Regions from separate parts of the Mus musculus genome. Here region 1 is linked to region 2. The links are chromatin contacts, called in public HiChIP or PLAC-seq maps. All regions are on one chromosome and are shown on one strand. The core of a region is the stretch at or near the end of the contact, and the rest is flanking DNA. Distances in the headings are between cores, read along the strand shown. Region 1 holds the start of Hibch (3-hydroxyisobutyryl-Coenzyme A hydrolase). Region 2 has its middle 24 kb from the start of Nemp2.

Region 1 (3,502 bases), core at 704-3,203, 190 kb after region 2:
ACTGAGGGATCTGTAACTTTTCTGAAGATAATTAGCAATGTTTCGAAGCAAGTTCAGCTATGTAGAGTACTAAACTCTGGTCTTTCCTCAATGTCAAATGCATCTCATATGTTTCTGACTCAAAGAACATTTAATTTACTTAGTTTTCCTAGACAGGGTCTTGCTGTGTAGCCCAGGTGACCATTCTGTTTCAGGTTTCTGAGTGCTGGAATTATAGGTGTGTGTCATCGGGTCTGGTTTAAATTTACCTTTTCATTAAAAAATTATTAAAATTACACAGCCAGGCATGGTGGCACATGCCTTTCATCCCAGCACTCGGGAGGCAGAGGCAGGTGGATTTCTGAGTTCGAGACCAGCCTGGTCTACAAAGTGAGCTCCAGGACAGCCAGGTCTATACAGAGAAACCCTGTCTCAAAAAACCAAAAAAAAAAAAAAAATTACACAAACTCCTTCAGATCAATTAATACCTGCTGATTAAACTTAAAAGCCAAACATAGATAATCAACTGGGCATTTCAAGACAGCCTAGTCTAGGGAGCAAACTCCTTTCCTTTCCATTTTTTAAAGTAAAAACCACTACCGTATTTATTGTTTCTCAATATTACAAAGAAAAGGCAATGCAATCTTTTTACATTAAATGTGGTAGTAAAAAAATTATATTTAAAGGTTTTTGAAATTTCTTATTAGATATTTTCTTTATTTACATTTCAAATGTTATCCCCTCTCTTCCTTTCCTTCTCCTATGGAAACCTCCTATCCCCTCCCCCTTCCCCCTGCTTCTGTGACAATGCTCCCCCAACCAACCAACCCCCCTCTCTGGCTTCCCCATCCTGGCATTCCCCTACACTGGGGCATCCAGCCTTCACAGGACCAAGGGCCTCTCCTCCCATTGATGCCTGACAAGGCCATCATCTGCTACATATGCACCTGGAGCCATGGGTCCCTCCATGTGTACTCTTTGGTTGGTGGTTTAGTCCCTGGGAGCTCTGGGGGTTCTGGTTGGTTGATATTGTTGTTTGTCCTATGGAGTTGCAAACCAATTCAGCTCCTTCATTCCTTTCTTTAACTCCTCCATTGGAGACCCTGTGCTCAGTCCAATAGTTGACTGTGAGCATCCACCTCTTTGTCAGGCTCTGACAGAGCCTCTCTGGAGATAGCTGTATCAGGCGCCTGTCAGCAAGCACTTGTTGGCACCTACAATAAAAAGTCTCTGGGTTTGGTGACTATATATGGAATGGATCCCCAGGTGGGGCATTCTCTGGATGGCCTTGCCTTCAGTCTCTGCTCCACACTTGCCTCTGTATTTCCTCCTGTGGGTATTTTATTTCCTCTTCTAAGAAGGACCAAAGCACCCACACTTTGGTCTTCCTTCTTCTTGAGCTTCTTGTGGTCGGTGAATTGTATCTTGCCGAGCCTTTGGGCTCATATCCATACTGTGTGTTCTTTTGTGATTGGGTCACCTTACTCAGGATTGATACTTTCTAGTTCCATCCATTTGCCTAAGAATTTCATGAAGTCATTGTTTTTAATGGCGGAGTAGTACTCCATTGTGTAAATGTACTACATTTTCTATCTCCATTCCTCTGTTGAAGGACATCTGGCTTCTTTCCAGCTTCTGGCTATTATAAATAAGTTTTTCTACTTTTCTCTTTGCTTTGGTTACTCACCTCTCAGCTTTCGTCTTGGCTCCTCCTCTTCCTCCTCCCCTCACTAGTTAACGCCCCTAGCCAGGACCCGCCCCACCTTTACCCGGCCTGGCCCTGTCTAGTGTGGCCCTGCCCACTGCTCTTGCTGGTTTCCTAACTGCTCCTGTTTTGCCCCGCCCCGCCCCGCCCGGCCGGGCCCGTGAGCGTAGCGCAGCGGAAGTGTAGGCGTTGGGCCGCTCTGGCCCACCGGAGGACTTGTCATCAGTGACCCCGGCTCTCCTCTGCTCTCATCGGCTGTGGGCGGGGCTGTGGGCGGGTCTAACTACCAGAGCCGGTGGAACCACTACACTCTGCTTCTTCTGCTCTTGGGTTTTTAGGCCATGGGGCAGCCATATGCGTGGCGGCTCCTGTCGAGGTGAGTTGGTGAGCAAGGCAGAGCTAAGGGCCGGCTTGGGGGAAAAGGCTCACAAGTGTCCCCGCAGGTCTCGCAGATCTAGTCGCCTTTGTATGGCAGCCTCTGCTTTGCTGCCCCGCGGCGACCTCAGCGGCGATCGCAACGACATGCGTCCTCTGACTTTGCTCTTTTTCTTGCAACAGCACCTTCATTTTCCGTCCTCTAGCATCTGTTAGGCCTTGACGTCCCACAACTTTCTCCCCCCTCCGTTTGTCTCCTATTTATTTTCTTTCTTGGAACTGGGCGCTGTGTGGGGACGTGCCACCTGATTTACTGTGTAGGGTATTTTCTTAAGTCACACAGAAATGACAGGTTGTGTACCTGGGCTCCGGGTAAGGAACTTGATTATTTCAGCTAGCAGTAGTAGCAGCGCAGGCAATTGGAACTCACAGAATAATGTTGTGACCATTTAGCGTGGCTTGACCGGAGCAGTGCAGATATTAACTTTCTAAGAGTGTCTCTCACTGCAATCGGACCTTGGCAGAAGGAAATGTGGTAGCACCCATTTTAGGAGCTTTGGCTAGTGTAATTCCTTTTCCCCAGTACCATACGCAAAAACTTCAATTTCCCCCCTGTGGAACTCTTCACTGAAGTACTTTTGGGCGATGAAATGTGTGCTGTTAGACATCTGTGCAGTCTAGGAGCATCTCAGACGTGGAACGCACCCTTGTTCCGTCTGCACGTTTCTTATGCCTTACAGTCTGTTGTGGAAGGTTCCTGCAAAGGCATAGAATGTTTCTTAGTTCTAAATGAGTAGTTACCAGTGGAGTTAGGGAGATGGTTCCGCGGTTTTAAGAGCCTATACTGCTCTTAAAGGACTGGCTAAGAGGACAAAGTTCTGCTTCCCGTGTGGCTCATAACTACCTTTAACTCCGTCTCCAAGGAATCTGATAGTTTCTTCTGGATCCATTGGACACTTGTACTTACATGGGCATACATATATACATAGTTAAAAACACATCTTAAGCCGCGCATGGTGGCGCACGCCTTGAATCCCAGTACTTGGGAGATAGAGGCAGGGATTTCTAAGTTCAAGGCCAGCCTGGTCTATAGAGTGAGTTCCAGGATAGCCAAGGCTACACAGAGAAGTCCTGTCTCAAAAAACAGAACAAAACAAAACATCTTAAAAAGAATAGTGCCTTTTTAGCAGAAAGCACCAACGATACTCAGGTATTTTTGTTACATGTAGAAGTTGCCTTGCTTCTCTTTTTTCTTTTGTGGTGAATAATAGCATCTGCTCACATAATCATTGTTGTTGCTTCTTGATGATGGCAAATTCTAAATTATTTGGGAACAATAATTTAGAGGCATGTATATTAACAAAGTTAACTTCATCTAGAAAGATTCTGTCATTACTGTGGTTCAGCTTGTCCCTATTTCACTCCACATTTCAACATGTAAAG
Region 2 (3,431 bases), core at 835-3,334:
ATGTCTGGATGGGAAATCACCCTTTCCCTCTCCAGTAATCATCTCTCATAATCATACTCTCACCTTCACAGAGTCACCTAACTTGGATCCAAGTGCTCTTGCAGAACTTAAGGAAGTAAAGGCCCCCAGACTTCCCATAAGTGATGTCTTGCATGACAGTTTGCATCACAGGAAGTGGTTTAAAGATAGAAACCCACAAAAATAACAGGAAGTAACAATCACTTTTCCTTAACATCTCTTAACATCAGTGGACTCAGTTCCCCAATAGAAAGACATTGATTAACAGACTGGCTACGTAAACAGGACCCAGCATTTTGCTGCATACAGGAAATGTACCTCAGTGACAAAGACAGAGACTACCTCAGAGTAAAAGGTTGGAAAACATTTTTCTAAGCAAGTGGTCCCAAGAAACAAGCTGGAGTAGCCATTCTAATATCCAATAAAATCAACTTTCAACCAAAAGTTATCAAAAAAGATAAGGAAGGACACTTTATACTGGTCAAATGAAAAATCAACCAAGAAGAACTCTCAATTCTGAATATCTATGGTCCAAATGCAAGGGCACCCACATTCATAAAAGAAACTTTACTAAAGCTCAAAGCACACATTGTACCCCATACAATAATAGTGGGAGACTTCAACACCCCACTTTCAGGAATAGACAGATCAGGGAAACAGAAACTAAACAGAGACACTAACAGAACTTATTAACCAAACGGATCTAACAATATCTATAGAACATTTCATCCTAAAGCAAAAGAATATACCTTCTTCTCAGCACCTCATGGTACCTTCTCCAAAACTGACCATATAATCAGTCACAAAACAGGCCTCAACAGATACAAGAAGATTGAAATTATTCCATGCACACTATCAGATCACCACAGACTAAGGCTGGTCTTAAATATCAATAAAAACAACAGAAAGCACACATACACGTGGAAGCTGAACAATGCTCTACACAATGATAACTCAGTCAAGGAAGAAAAAAAGAAAAAAAATGAAACGCTTTTTAGAATTTAATGAAAATGAAGACACATCATACCAAAATTTATGGGACACAAGGAAAGCAGTTGTAAGAGGAAAACTCATAGCTCTAAGTTCTCCCAAAAGAAATTGGAGAGAGCTTACAGGAGCTTGACAGCACACCTGAAAGCTCTAGAACAAAAAGAAGCAAATACACCCTAGAGGAGTAGATGGCAGGAAATAATCAAACTCAGGGCTGAAATCAACCAAGTAGAAACAAAACCAACTCTACAGAGAATCAAAATCAGAAGCTGTTTTTTTGAGAAAAATCAACAAGGTAGATAAACCCTTAGCCAGACTAACCAGAGGGCACAAAGACAGTATCTAAATTAATAAAATCAGAAATGAAATACAACAAAATATATCTTAAAATGATTCTGTTTGTTGAATATTAACAGTTGAAAATACTAAAATCATGTTCTACAAACAATAAAGCCAACCAACCAAACAAAAAAAGATAGAAATCCTCAGAGACACAGTAGGTACATATCCACTGTAAGAGTCACAAGCAGCCCATAGCACTCATACTGGGACAACAAAAGTAGCCTACAATCTTGTCAGGACGTTTTATTGGTAAGGCTATTGCTTGGGATGCTGATTTAAGGTTTTAGAGAATGTCTAGAAATCAAGAATAGAAACAAACACACATAGGTTTCAGGCACACAGAACTCATGGCTTGGCTATTTATGTCTTGTACCACCGTGGACGCTTTCCCTCCCACTAGGATGGGAAGGTGGTAGGCAGGGCTCTGGTGTTAGCAAGAGTTGAGTCTGTGTCCTGGCTCTGACCATGATCCCATAACTTAGGCCCTATTCGCTTAAGAATCCTCATATTTTCAATGGGGAAGGTTATGTATACCAGGTAGGGCTTTTGAAAAACAAATGACCTAACCATGGATGAACTTCCCCTTTTGCAGCTGCTCTACTTAACTGATATGCCGAGAGGCATATTGCTTAGGAGTCCCATGAGCAAGCTGCAAATCCCCGGGAGTGCTAGCCACCTGCCTGCTTTCTGCCACTGCAACTTCCTGCCACTGCAACTTCCTGCCACTGCAACTTCCTGCCACTGCAACTTCCTGCCACTGCAAGCTCACTAGGACGATAAAGTAGCACTGTCCTATGACTCTGGCTCTTGAGCTGTGCTGGCCTTTGGCATGTACTATTACTCTGCTTTAAGAATAGTCTAGTTACAGAGACAAAATTTGGAGCTGTGACAAAAAAGATGGACCATCTAGTGATTGCCATATGCAGGGATCCATCCCATAATCAGCTTCCAAACGCTGACACCATTGCACACACTAGCAAAATTTTGCTAAAAGGACCCAGATATAGCTCTCTCTTGTGAGACTATGCCGGGGCCTAGCAAATACAGAAGTGGATGATCACAGTCAGCTAATGGATGGATCACAGGGCTCCCAATGGAGGAGCTAGAGAAAGTACCCAAGGAGCTAAAGGGAACTGCAACCCTATAGGTGGAACAACAATATGAACTAACCAGTACCCTGGAGCTCTTGTCTTTAGCTGCATATGTATCAAAAGATGGCCTAGTCAGCCATCACTGCAAAGAGAGGCCCATTGGACTTGCAAACTTTATATGCCCCAGTACAGGGGAACGCCAGGGCCAAAAAGGGGGAGTGGGTGGGTAAGGGGTTGGGGGGGTGGGTATGGGGGACCTTTGGGATAGCATTGAAAATGTAAACAAGGAAAATACCTAATTAAAAAAAAAGAATAGTCTAGTTAATAGCATCGAGCCAAGTTGGGTTCACACAGAACTCTAGGGTAGCATAACTTCCTGCAGGCAGAGAGGAGCAGGACAAATCACTATGGTAGTGATTCCTAGCCTCAGCTTTGACATCCCTGAGTATTTCTAAGGATCTCAAGAGAGGTTATAAAATTCTCAAATCAAGTTTAATTGGAATTCACTTTAATATTTTTCAAGTGACATATGGCACTGTAAGAACAGGAAGAAAAAGTCACAAAGTCCACAAACTCGTGAAGGTGTCAGCTCAAAAGGCTAGAAATTACTGCACTGTTGGATCGACGCTCACAGTAAACATTTTGTAACGAAGGCATATTGAATTTGGTGTCATTCATTACAGAGCAGAGGATGTTCTCTTGTTTGGTCACGTGTTTTTCATTTACGAAATATTTAAAAATGGTATTTACCTTTTATTTCAATACACCCACTGTGCATTTCCCAAACCAGCAGCTTTTCAAAGAAATCAACCAGAATTGTAAACACAAGATACAACGCTCTGATTCCCTACAGTCACTTTCACAATCCACATACTGTACATTCATAGGTGGGGCTCAGCCTGTCTCCCACTTCATTTCTGTAATTGCACGAGCATAATAAATACATCTGATTTTAAAGGTCACTTAAAATGAGCCTTGGGGGTTGACAGT

Evidence for each region. HiChIP or PLAC-seq counts read pairs in DNA pulled down with a chosen protein or histone mark.
Region 1: an H3K27ac HiChIP or PLAC-seq map of the HPC-7 cell line shows a contact between it and region 2, with 13 times the contacts expected there. The contact joins the promoter of Hibch here to the enhancer-like site in region 2. A contact is called at or near these places in 12 of 39 promoter capture datasets (the 3T3-L1 cell line, 3T3-L1-derived adipocytes, the C10 cell line and 7 more), 4 of 15 datasets of contacts at CTCF or cohesin (CD8 T cells, large pre-B cells, pro-B cells and 1 more), 135 of 484 Hi-C or Micro-C datasets (the 3T3-L1 cell line, 3T3-L1-derived adipocytes, the 63-12 cell line and 80 more), 19 of 115 datasets of contacts at active chromatin or transcription factors (the 230-238 cell line, the HPC-7 cell line, the SCID.adh cell line and 14 more) and 4 of 9 other capture datasets (adipose tissue, embryonic stem cells, liver and 1 more).

Annotation. Positions count from the first base shown.
Region 1 is chr1:52,843,085-52,846,586 of GRCm38.p6, forward strand. It overlaps Hibch (3-hydroxyisobutyryl-Coenzyme A hydrolase), which reads left to right and starts at 1,954. Exons shown (of 14, transcript NM_146108.2): 1 at 1,954-2,060. The coding sequence starts at 2,026.
Region 2 is chr1:52,653,372-52,656,802 of GRCm38.p6, forward strand. It overlaps a transcript of Mfsd6 not described here. Among named protein-coding and RNA genes, the nearest start is that of Nemp2, 24 kb to the left of the region's middle. Within about 2 kb of position 2,085, at least 81 of the 459 cell types and tissues checked have an H3K27ac peak or open chromatin away from gene starts, as enhancers often do. A contact at or near this core is called in the 230-238 cell line, the 63-12 cell line, B cells and 22 more, where this site is marked.